4 separate regions of the Mus musculus genome follow, and regions 1, 3 and 4 are each linked to region 2. Evidence: chromatin contacts called from public promoter capture Hi-C data. All regions are on one chromosome and are shown on one strand. Each heading gives the region's core, a stretch centred on a gene start, on an enhancer-like site or on the middle of the called end of the contact. The rest is flanking DNA. Distances are from core to core; before and after follow the strand shown. Region 1 overlaps Ulk4 (unc-51-like kinase 4). Region 2 holds the start of 5830454E08Rik (RIKEN cDNA 5830454E08 gene). Region 3 overlaps Trak1 (trafficking protein, kinesin binding 1). Region 4 holds the start of Cck (cholecystokinin).

What was found. Promoter capture Hi-C pulls out the DNA fragments that hold promoters and counts their contacts.
Region 1: a promoter capture Hi-C map of hippocampal neurons shows a contact between it and region 2, with 6 times the contacts expected there. The contact joins the enhancer-like site here to the promoter of 5830454E08Rik in region 2. A contact is called at or near these places in 11 of 39 promoter capture datasets (the 3T3-L1 cell line, cranial neural crest, embryonic stem cells and 6 more), 1 of 15 datasets of contacts at CTCF or cohesin (embryonic stem cells), 1 of 484 Hi-C or Micro-C datasets (pancreatic cancer cells), 18 of 115 datasets of contacts at active chromatin or transcription factors (the 230-238 cell line, astrocytes, bone marrow-derived macrophages and 11 more) and 1 of 9 other capture datasets (embryonic stem cells).
Region 3: a contact with region 2 is called in a promoter capture Hi-C map of stem cell-derived epiblast-like cells, with 2.5 times the contacts expected there. The contact joins the enhancer-like site here to the promoter of 5830454E08Rik in region 2. A contact is called at or near these places in 9 of 39 promoter capture datasets (the 3T3-L1 cell line, 3T3-L1-derived adipocytes, embryonic stem cells and 5 more), 2 of 484 Hi-C or Micro-C datasets (cortical neurons and embryonic fibroblasts), 6 of 115 datasets of contacts at active chromatin or transcription factors (bone marrow-derived macrophages, embryonic forebrain, embryonic stem cells and 3 more) and 1 of 9 other capture datasets (adipose tissue).
Region 4: a promoter capture Hi-C map of hippocampal neurons shows a contact between it and region 2, with 3 times the contacts expected there. The contact joins the promoter of Cck here to the promoter of 5830454E08Rik in region 2. A contact is called at or near these places in 4 of 39 promoter capture datasets (the 3T3-L1 cell line, hippocampal neurons, maxillary cranial neural crest and 1 more), 4 of 115 datasets of contacts at active chromatin or transcription factors (bone marrow-derived macrophages, embryonic forebrain, forebrain and 1 more) and 1 of 9 other capture datasets (liver).

Annotation. Positions count from the first base shown.
Region 1 is chr9:121,106,483-121,109,182 of GRCm38.p6, reverse strand. The region is part of intron 31 of Ulk4 (unc-51-like kinase 4); the gene reads left to right. Among named protein-coding and RNA genes, the nearest start is that of Gm34945, 130 kb to the right of the region's middle. Within about 2 kb of position 1,367, at least 49 of the 459 cell types and tissues checked have an H3K27ac peak or open chromatin away from gene starts, as enhancers often do. A contact at or near this core is called in astrocytes and hippocampal neurons, where this site is marked.
Region 2 is chr9:120,575,899-120,578,624 of GRCm38.p6, reverse strand. 5830454E08Rik (RIKEN cDNA 5830454E08 gene) reads right to left here and starts at 1,294. Exons shown (of 1, transcript NR_073359.1): 1 at 552-1,294.
Region 3 is chr9:121,470,977-121,473,791 of GRCm38.p6, reverse strand. Trak1 (trafficking protein, kinesin binding 1) reads right to left here. Exons shown (of 16, transcript NM_175114.3): 16 at 1-1,555. The coding sequence ends at 793. Among named protein-coding and RNA genes, the nearest start is that of Gm51661, 17 kb to the right of the region's middle. Within about 2 kb of position 1,426, at least 7 of the 459 cell types and tissues checked have an H3K27ac peak or open chromatin away from gene starts, as enhancers often do. A contact at or near this core is called in stem cell-derived epiblast-like cells, where this site is marked.
Region 4 is chr9:121,494,300-121,496,999 of GRCm38.p6, reverse strand. Cck (cholecystokinin) reads left to right here and starts at 1,306. Exons shown (of 3, transcript NM_031161.4): 1 at 1,306-1,402; 2 at 2,468-2,683. The coding sequence starts at 2,470. All of the region lies in intron 1 of Gm38661 (a long non-coding RNA gene), which reads right to left.

The sequences.
Region 1 (2,700 bases), core at 118-2,617, 530 kb before region 2:
GCTGCCTCGCTCCCCATGTCTGCCCATGCATGCTAGTCCCAGCTTTTAAGAAGGTGCTGGGGGGTTGATCTAGGTCCTCTTGCTTTCACGGGAAGTGATCATACCCACTGAGCGTCTTCCAAGCCCTAGGCGTTCATTCATTTTTACCCACAGTTTCATGTGGTAAGGTTGAATGTCTTTCTGCTGCAAACACCCCGGTGCTCGGTCTGTGGAGCCATGCCTGGTGCTGTTCCCTAGAGTCCCTTTCTTTTCTGCGTCTGCAGTTTCCACTGCCTGCTTGTTCCAGCTCTCACTGGCCTCACCTGGCCAAATCCTCGGTACTTCGTCCCATGACCCTGCAGGGTGTGGCCTGGCCATCCTTCAGATAGGACCCTACCCCCACCCCCCCAAGGAACTTGATTGGGGCCTGAGCCCAGAGTGAGGCAGGCAGGCAGGAGCTGGAATAAAGTGTTGCTTCCTTTGGCATTTTCTAGTCTAGGTCAGTCACAGGTGGCTGTTTACTTTTTCAGGTTGGTGACAATCCCAGCTGAAAAGCAACCTGGAAAAGATGGCTGGCAGTGTTGCCTTGAATCTGCCACCATGGTCCTTGATGGTGTAGGCCTTGATCCACGAACAATAAAACCAAAGTGTTTCTACATCTGGGTGCAGGTTTGGGGTTCTCGTGTGGAGTCTCAAGAGAATCTGCCACACTCTGCTTGTCTCACAGACTGTAGCGAGCAGGGCAGGTGACTCGGGGTGATGGTCGGTGAAGAGATGGCTGAGCAGCTACAGCATGAACGCCCCCCCCACCCCCAAGGACTTGTGCGCAGATCCCAGGACCTACCCTGGGCAGCTGCCAAGCTTTTGTAAATCCCAGTCCCAGGGGATCTGGCGCCATCTTCTGGACTGTCCAGGTACTGCATGCATGTGTCTGTCTCCCTGAACGAGCCTGAGCCTGTCTCCCTGAGGCAGAGTTCACACTGAGCATCCGCAGCTCACCAGAATTCACAGGCAGACAGTGCCCTCATGGCGGCGGTGGGCAACAGTACAGTAGGAAAGAAGCAGTTTTGGCACATGTGATACACCAATCAAGAGACAATCATGTGTGCACGCTTGCATTTTTTCTGGTTCATCTTTCCTGCTTCAGGCTGGTCTTTTGCTCAGCACATTGCAGGACAGGTCGATCTGTCAACACTCCAAGAAGATACATAAATGAGATGGCATCCATCTCCAGGGACGCTGGCAGCTTCCCTTGGGCTCCATTGCCAGGGTTCTCTGCCTAAGCAGACTTGGCAGTGGTCCACCATGCTGCCTCGAGGCACACCCCATCAGGAGCCAGGACCATGGAAGCATGTTGCTGGAACTCCAAATGACATGGATATGCCAGGCTAGCAGCCAAGCAACACAGTTAGCCTGCCAGAAGGGCCTGCTCAGCACTGCCACTACTGTGGAGCCAGGGCTAGCATTCTAAGGATGAGCCCAGCAGTGGCTTGGCATCAGTACCTGCTGATTCCGGCCTGCTGCTCTGCCAGGTAGAGAGCTTCCCTCGAGCCCCTGTGGTGCCTGTCAGTCGGATTTAACAGTAGCATTTACTCCCTTCTCTACTGTAATCAGAAATGGGGATGATGTCCACTCTGGCTTCCATCCATACTCTTAGGTTGCTTGCACCATGCACCTTGCTCCAGATGAGAGGAAAGCCTGGGCCCAGGTCTCCTTAGCGCTCGCCCAGCTGTGTCAGAGCTCGCTCAGCACCTGCCAGCTGTCCGCCTCCATCAGCAGAGGAGCTGCTCAGCTTCACCATTCCTGACACAGCAGGTGCCACGGCAGGCACTCCAGCCTCTGCCAGCACGCAGACAGCCTCGAAAGGGGCCCTAATCTTGCCCTTTATTCCCAGGAGTTCCTTGCCTCTCTCCGTGAGGCAAATGGCAAGGCTGATTTTAAACTAGCGGGTGACCTTTGAGTCTCACCGAGCTTGCCTCCTTCCTATCGCCCCTCCCCAAGGGTTGGTGTGTGACTCAACCACAGAATAGTTTCCAAGTTCTTCAGAAGAAAGTTGCCTGGAGTTGAGGGTTGTTGGAGCATTGTCCTGCATCTCCCTGATGCCCCAGCCTTCTGTCTTGGGGTTTCAAGCCGCATCACGGCTCTGGACACAAACAGATCTGTAGAAACAATCTCCCTGGGCTCTCTGTAGATAGATGGGAGTGTTTCATCCCAGCTCTAGCTTCTGTGATAGAAGCTGTGGGAATGATGTGGGAGATTGCATCCTAGACAGTATGGATGGAGAGGGGGATGGATGCTGAGTCTGGTGCGGGAGGAAGCAGAGTCGTACGCTATGCAACTGCGTGGGTTGTATGTAATAGCAGCTACTAGTGGATGAAAGGACCTCATAAAAAGTCACCCGTTGAAAGCAAAGTGTCTTCCCCTCGTGTGTGTTTACCATTGCTGTAAAGACCACCAGCTTCTCAGGGCTCTGACAAGAAGCAAGATGTTTGCAAAGGGAAGTGAGTGTGCACTGTCACACCCCAGAGCCTCGCTTTGAACCCACTGTGGAAGTGTGTGGTCCTAGGTGATTCCAAATCCAGCCAGGTTGACAGTGGAAGTGAACCATCACATTGTGGCATTTTCTTTCCGTCAGACTTCTTGTGCTGACCGCAATGTCTTCTGGGTCTGCTATGGTGGAGTCCCTCCTTTTTAAAGACTGAATACTATCCATTGAAGAAA
Region 2 (2,726 bases), core at 45-2,544:
GGCTTCCTAGAAAGAACATCTTTATAACTATGGGTCTGACCCCAATGGAGTCACAGAACTAAATGTGAGTCACAAAAGCAACAGCAAACATCTTCTGAGTTTAGTGACCAAAAAACTGATTTAAATCAAGTGCGTAACAAGTCCAAGGTTTTTCCACCCGTGTGGTAACGAGGCCACCTCAGGTGTAAACATGGTGTGTGTGTTCGCATGACAAGAGTTCAAAAAAGAAGACTCAACTCTCAAAAGTGTCTGTGGAAGGCACTCACAAGCCTCAGGTCACAGCAAACCTCGTTCTCAGCCCCTCCCCTCCTCCAGAAGGTTCAGTGAGTAAAGTTACTTGCTGCATAGCCTGACTACCTGGGTTCCATCTCTTGAACCCACACGGTGGAAGAGTTGATGCTTGAAGGTAGTCATGTGACCTCCACACACCCTCTGTGGCACACACGTCTGTATACACACACAAATAAGTGTATGGGAAGTGAAAGAAAATTCGCACACTGAATACTGGTCTCTTGACAATACGACCACAATGAATGAAGCAAACTCTTCAACACGTTTTAGTTTGTTTTAATGGATGAATGTGGTCAATGTCCGCCACACAAACTCAGGTACTCCCAGAGATCCCTGGAAGAACCTGGAGTGATAGGAGGTTGTGAAATACTCCGCAGGGACTCTGGGAACCAAACTTTGTTCCTCTGGAAGAGCAGAAGGTACTCCAACACAAGGTGTAACCCAGGCTGGCCTCAACTCCTGATATTCCTGCTTCTGCCTCTTCAGCATATCCTACTAGCAACGGACACCAGAACCAGCTCAATAATGAACTTCCTAACTTCAGCAGGTGACTCTCGTTTGCAGACACTCACGGGATGTTCTGGCATGGTTCTCCTTTCTTCCACTAGCATCTGCAACGTAAGCCTCACCACTCCCAATATAGCCTCCTGTGGTGCGTGGGTTCCGTATCTCCCACTGTGACACCCCAACCTCCTCGGACATCCCCATCCAAAGTCTTCCTGCCTCCCACGCAGGTCTCCACTCTGCAGACTGCGCGCTTACAAGGCACGAGTGTCTGACGGCGAGGGGACAGAAATGATGCTCCGCGCCCCGGGGACGCCTCCTGGGGCCCAATGCGTCCCTGGGCACGGAGGGGGGGGCAACATCGGATTGTCCACTCGTGGCAGGCTGGGAACGCTGAAGGAAGGTTGCACTTCTGACCCAGCACCGGGCGCAGTAAGTCAACGTCCGACTCGCCCGAACTATCTACAGGGCCAAGCCCCGACCCGGAAGCGCGAGCGCACTCCGGCCGCTCTAGGAGTTCCGGAGGCCTCATCTCGGTGATAACACCGCCCCACCACTTGTCGGTCCAGCGGAGTAGGAGGGGTTTGATGTGGCTCAGGGCGCCTGCGCACTTGCGCAGACTCCCGCGCATCTGCTCTGAAGATCTGAGAGGTGCGCTTTGAGACGTTTGGGTGCGTGCGCATCTGGGCAGCAGGTGGTAAGCGTTGCCCGCTCCGGGCAGAAATTATACAAATTCGCTTGAGCGATCTCTCTGGTACCAATTTTAAATAGCAACATTGATTGGGGAAAAAAAAAAAATCACACCCCCACAAATAAAGATTGGACATCAGTGTGCAGTTTCTCATGCTGATACGGCCGGAAAATTAGCTTAGCCGGTCACTTCTCAGCACCAGGTGGCTCAACTGAGCACCAGAAATCTAACGGCCTCTTCTGGACTGCCTGACCCTGCACTCACAGCATATACCCACAAAGACACAAATCATCCTGAAAAGTATTTTCATAGACTCAGCAGTTAATAACACCTGTTGCTCTTGCAAAGGGCCAAGACTCAATTCTAACAGCCATATGGTGGCTCACAATCCTATTCTAAGGGACCCAACATTCTCAGACACCACAATGAGGCACAGACCTAATATGCTGGCAAAACTCATTTGCATAAAACCCCAAACTTTAAAATGGTAAAGCAGTAAAAATGATAAGGTAGGAAAAGCTTATTTCTTACTGGACACGATGGTACTTATCTGTAATGCTAGCACTACAAAGGCCTAGACAGGAACCAGAAGCCCTACCTCAGACAATGTTCAAGGTGTGTGGTGGTTGATGGCCTATGCTGGAGGCTAAAGCATGAAGTCCCCTGGAGGCGGACAATGGTGGTGCACGCCTTTAATCACAGCACTTGGGAGGCAGAGGCAGGCAGATTTCTGAGTTGAGGCCAGCCTGTTCTACAAAGTGAGTTCCAGGACAGCAAGGGCTATACAGAGAAACCCTGTCTCGAAAACAAAAGACAGACAGACAGACAGACAGACAGGCAGAAAGAAAGAAAGGAAGAAAGAAAGAAGAAAGTCAGTCAGGCCCCTGGAGCTCAGAAGCCAGAAAAGCAAAGTGAGACCTTGTTTCCTGAAAGTTATCAAGTCCACAGCAGTCCCAACGCTAAGAAATCCTTCATAAATACCCCTGAAAACCAATCACCAAATACCTCACTGAAGTAACCATGCTTTTGAAACTGCTGGCTCCCAGGCACTGTTGTCCTTGATTTCAGTCCCCTCCTCCCCTGTCCCCTTACCTCAGGCTATACCAGTAAAGCCAGTTCCAGGTGCTAAGTTCTTAACCACCAGCATTTCAGTGCAAAAGGACTTGGCCCTCCTGCCAGCAGCCAACCTGAGTATACCTAGATATGGGCTCTGTTGCAGAAATCCACTTCCTGCAGTCCT
Region 3 (2,815 bases), core at 177-2,676, 900 kb before region 2:
GGTCCCAGAAATAAGCTCTGTCATTAGAGAGTTAGCGTGTGTGCCGTCTGCACTTTGGTGTCAGAACCAAGAGAAACTGCCAGTACTGAGACTTCCCTGCAAATAAAAATTTTAGAAATGGGAAGGAAAAAAAGAAAAAATCAATCACTCAGAACACGGAGGGGCCGCCTGATTGCGCATCAGAGTGTAAATACATTCTTTTCGCGTCAGGCTCTAACCCTGACAGCTTGTGACAAAATGCAAGGTAACTTCAAGTCAGAGACGTGAAAAGAAGTCTGGAGAACAGACAGTCCATTGGGGCAGGATAGTGCAGACCTTGATGAAGCTGGGTCACCTACAACTGAAAGGACAGCTCTCCGATGGCGAGCAGCCCTGTGTGTCGGCTGTCATAGGTGAGCGAGGAGACCTGTGCCACACGGCGGCTCTGTGTGCACCCTGACAGTCTTATGCAGAATTCACCAGATTCCTATCCATGGGATAAGAACAGCCTTGGGAATTTCAGTGCTTCTTTAAAGTAAGGAAGAAAGGACGCCACCTTCCCCCAAATGAGCTCAGGTGACATCCTCACGAGATTGTGACCTTGTAGGGTTATTACTTCCTGTGGATTGGATGAGAGAGCAGATGCAAGGTCCCCAAGTCCTGTATACACACCATATGGAGTTCCACTCTCCCCCCAAGAGGCACACAATTGATCTCTCTAACTCAGAAGGAGTGGACCTCAGAGGAGACAGGGGTGTGAGTGCTCTGTCGGGGACAGGAGGCAGGAAGCAGACAGGACAGCAATCCCCAGCCTCACCGCAAGCTAGTCTGTTTGGGGAGCTTAGCACCCATCAAGATGCCCGAGGTGAGGATCACGGGGGCTCTCATCTGCACGCTGGACCCGACCATAGTGGGGAAGCTGCGATTCCGTCGGATGCCACTGGGGCACCCCAGAGGCAGGCCCTCGGGGACCAGGCCCCCAGGGACAAGAGCCTGTGCTGGCCCTGTGGGTCCACAGAGGAGAGGTCCCTGTTCCTCAGTCAAGGTGGGGATACGGGCACGTCCTGAGTTCACCACTCTGGCCACCCCAAACCTCCTGACTTTGTCCACAAGGTTGAGGTTGGAGACAGACACATCTGTTTGGCTCTCGCTGCTCCGCACGGGCCTCTTTTCCCTCACCTCCCTCAGGATAGAGCTGGCCGGCTTGGAAGCCAGGAAGTTGTTGTAGGGAGGGCTCGTGCACTTGAACTCGAAGGAGGGCGGGGAGGCCGAAGGTGTCTGCATAGGGGAGTTTGGTGGGGTGGACGGGATCACAGCCATCCTAGGGGTGTAGGAGTGGAGGAGGGAGCCCCTGCCGGCTCTGTCCCAACTCTGGGGGTCGTACACGGCCGCCGAGATGCCTCGCTCCTTCAGCAACCATACCAGCCCCAGGGACGTGCTCATGGTTGTCGTGGACTCACGGACATTTGTGAAAGACTCAGCCAGGCTCAGTCTCCGGGGGGTGCATGGCGTGGCCACTGGTGTGGATTTCAAGTGGCTGGTACTGCTACAAGCCGGAGCTGGGGCAGAGTTAAGGCTGAAAGAAAGGGGGGGGGGCTGGTTATTAGTGAGAAAGAACCATCAGTGGCCCAGTCGCCTGCAGGGAGTGCAGAAGCAGCTTGGGGTAGGAGAAGACACTCCCTGCTGTGCCCTGTGGAGCCCTCTGCTCCTCATTTTGTAGGGGGGGGGGGTCTCTTACTGTGCTTCAAGTTAACAGGAAGCTACGCATGGTCCCTTGCTTACCCCAGAGCCGTCTGTCTCCTCTGTACATGGAGATGCAGACTCTAAGGTCAGTGGGCGTACTCAGGGCTGTACTTGGCTAGTGAGTGGACAATCCTGGACTTGAACCCACATGCGAAGCGGCCCCACGGCTGTCAGGTCATGACAGGAAGCAGACCCTTCAGCAACCAAATTACCCCAAATAGTTCTTTTTCCAAACCTTGATCTTTCAAACCTGGGCCGCGAGTTACGGGAGAACTTGTTACAGGAACAGCAAAAACGCAGCCAAGGCACAGGACTCAGCCTCAGCCTCAGCCTCAGCCCCGTGCTGTTCCTGCTCCCACTTCCCACTGTGCAAACACCTTGGGATGCAGTGGACTGGGATGCAGTGGACTGGTCAGGGCAGGGGAAGGAAACCACATCTAACATGATCAATCTGTCTAGGATTTGTAAGGTTCAAAGCCCATCAGAGTGTGTAGCGAAGCCATATTCGTCCATCTACCACGGCCTGATGACTGGGGAGACCTGGGAGGTCCCAGTATCTGTGATCCAGCTGGGAAAGCCACCAGAATGCAGGCAGCAGGGAGAAGTAGCAGTCTGTGCTCACAAAGCTGGCTTTCAGGGAGGTCTGCTCTGCTTCTGAGAGGGTGCAGAGGGACAAAAGAAAACCTACTGCCACTGCCTCGTGGGACTTCAGCCGGAGTGGTCAGCTTCCCTAGCAATAGGCCAGCTGAGCAGTCCCCAGAACTCAGTCATAGACCCCTCTCCCCAGGCTGCTCACGGGAGGCCCAGGCACCTTGGGCAGGCACCAACTAGAAACAGAAAGGGAACCGGGACCATCTGGAGAAGGCCCTTGGAATGATGAGAGACGGGCCCCTCCCTCCCTAGACAGAGAGAGATAGAGGTGCCATGTGACCCCACATTTAGGTAGTCTCCCCACCTAACACTGGCGGGCATGGGGTGGGAGCCACAGAAACAGCTCATCACACACAAGCTTGAGAGAGGAGATTCTGCAGAGTTGGGAGTACCTGGAGAGAGCACAGCAGATCTGGGGATAAGAAGGGGAGACTCGCAAAAG
Region 4 (2,700 bases), core at 57-2,556, 920 kb before region 2:
TTGTGCCCAGCTGCTTTATCCACAATTCCGGACATGCTCGATCTGTCACAGATACATTCCCACAACCTGAGCTGTCTTGTGCGGGAAATCACCCCACAGCATTTAATCTGTTGCTGTTTAAAACATGTTGCCTCTAGGTTGCAGACACCGCTAGAGCCACAACCATGAACCTAAACTCTTGGCATCACTTGCTGTTTCTCATAGTCCCCCTCAGCCGGAAGTCCCCAAACTGTGTGCCTTTTCTATTTAGAAAGAGTTTCTAACCCTTTCTCCATTCACCCTAGCTTGACAGGGTTGAGGGCATGGTTGCCCTGGCTGGTGGTGACCCCAAGTTACAAGCTAGCAGCAAGGAGGTTGCTGTGGGGCTTCCTCAGTATGTGTTCTGTGGAATGGGGTTAGAGGGATTCAGCAAATTCTAGCACCCTGGGCATAGATAATCACTTTGTTATGTGAGAACTGGGGGTTGCAGGATTGTGCGCACTACAGCAGAGAGAGCCCCCTCTCTCCTTCTTGCTTGGTAAGAGTCTTTTTCTCAGCCAAGATCCTCATCACCCAGCGAAATCCCATAACTTTAGAGGGACTAGACTGGAAAGGGTGATCTGAGCTCTTGGGAAGGTGCGAGCCCAGCCCGCATGGCTCAGCCAGCCAGAGCTTGGGAGTGCCTGAGACACTCTCTGGCGCCACTTCACGACCAAAAGCATCAGTAGATGATAGGCCCCTGGGAAGTCGTCGTGGAAAGAAATTACAAATCTTTTTCCCAGAGGCTTTTCGCAGAAAGGCAGGAGCTGCACCCGATCTTACAATTGTGTAAGAATAGAATCCAGGATGCCAACTGCAATTGAGTTCTGAAAAATTGGGAGCCCGATTTCCCTCTCTTACTTGTGAGAGCCCACTCAGGTCTGAGGTGGTCCCAGAGAACACACCAGGATTACATCTGCTGACACCCAGCCTGTGAGGGTCCCCCAGTTTCCTTGAAGGATTTGATCCCCAAAGCTCACTGAACTTGGTCAGCTTCTCCATTGCAGATAAACTCCTGTTTTTCACCGAGAGTGGAGGTGGCACCCTCCCTGAGGTGGACTCTGCACAGGCGCCGAACAGGTGGGAAGGAAGCTCTTTAGATAAAGAGTAAGACCCATGCAAAGTGCCCCCCTGGGAGGGGCTATCCTCATTCACTGGGACGCTTCCCTTCTCTCCGGAGGGCCACATCAATCGGTGGTCCCTCCAGTGGCTGCCTCTGAGCACGTGTCCTGCTGGACTGCGTCAGCACTGGGTAAACAGATGACTGGCTGCGAACCGGGAGGAGCTATTTAAGAGCAGTCACCCTCCCGCCTGCCCTCAACTTAGCTGGACTGCAGCCTTCTCCGCTGGAACTCGCCAAGCCAGCTGATTTCCCCATCCAAAGGTAAGTAGCTGGCTGATCCAACAATCTTGAGTGTGAAGAATATTGGCCTGCAGCTTTGCACCTCTTGCTGTTTAGTCTTTCCTTTTTCTGTGCCTTCCCTCCCTTGACAGCTAGAAAGATTTCCTGAAGTCAGAAATAGCCTTAAAATGCATCTGGGTGGGTACTGCTGCGGAGAGACTTGTTGTATGTTCTGTTTACAGCAAGGCTGGGAATAGCCACTCTTAGGGTTTCTCTGCTGTTCGGAGCACTTTGCAATCATTTAAAAGAAACTACCTAGAGGTTTAAAGATTTATGCCCATTTTCTAAATGCTGCATTAAAAAAATTTTAAGGCTTTGGGGAATAAAAACACATCATTATGATACAGCACCCATCTGCTCAGTTCTCAAGTGTAGCAGGGCTTTGGCCACATCTGAGGACTGGGCACAGATTTCTGGCTTTTGCTTTGTATAGTGACTTCCCGTAAAACGCAGAAGAATCTATATAAATACAGCTTCTTTTTATGGGCCCACACTTAAAACGGCGTTTCCCAGTGTCCTGACATTTTTAATGTAGTGAATAAATTTAATCTCTCACATTTCTCTCCAGAAGTATCCTCCCCGTGTTTGTCTGTCCGTTTGTCTTTCTGTGTCTCTCTCTGTCTCTCTGACTCTCTCTCTCTCTCTCTCTCTCTCTCTCTCTCTCTCTCTCACACACACACACACACACACACACACACACACACACACACACACGCTTCATTCTGCTTTTCTGGTTAGAAGAGAGATGAGCTACAAAGGCGTCCTGGAACTTCAGGAAAGCAAGAGGAAACGCTGCTTCTGATCAGGGCAGAAAAATCGGGACTCTGCGGGATTCCCAGGTCCCAGGTGTGGATAACACAAAAGCCAGGCAGAAATTATCGCGGTGGCCAGGGCGCATCTAGGAACTTCGCTTGGCTACGGTTGAGCCAGTCTGACCCGGCTGCAGCCCCCATGTTCAGCCTCAGCCGACTTCTGTGTGCGGGACTTTGGGCTGGAGCACGCTGAGGCCAGTCTTTGGTTCACTCTCCTCGCCTTTGCTTCCCATAGCCATGAAGAGCGGCGTATGTCTGTGCGTGGTGATGGCAGTCCTAGCTGCTGGCGCCCTGGCGCAGCCGGTAGTCCCTGCAGAAGCTACGGACCCCGTGGAGCAGCGGGCGCAAGAGGCGCCCCGAAGGCAGCTGCGGGCTGTGCTCCGGACGGACGGCGAGCCCCGAGCGCGCCTGGGCGCACTGCTAGCGCGATACATCCAGCAGGTCCGCAAAGGTAAGGGTGTCCGCTCC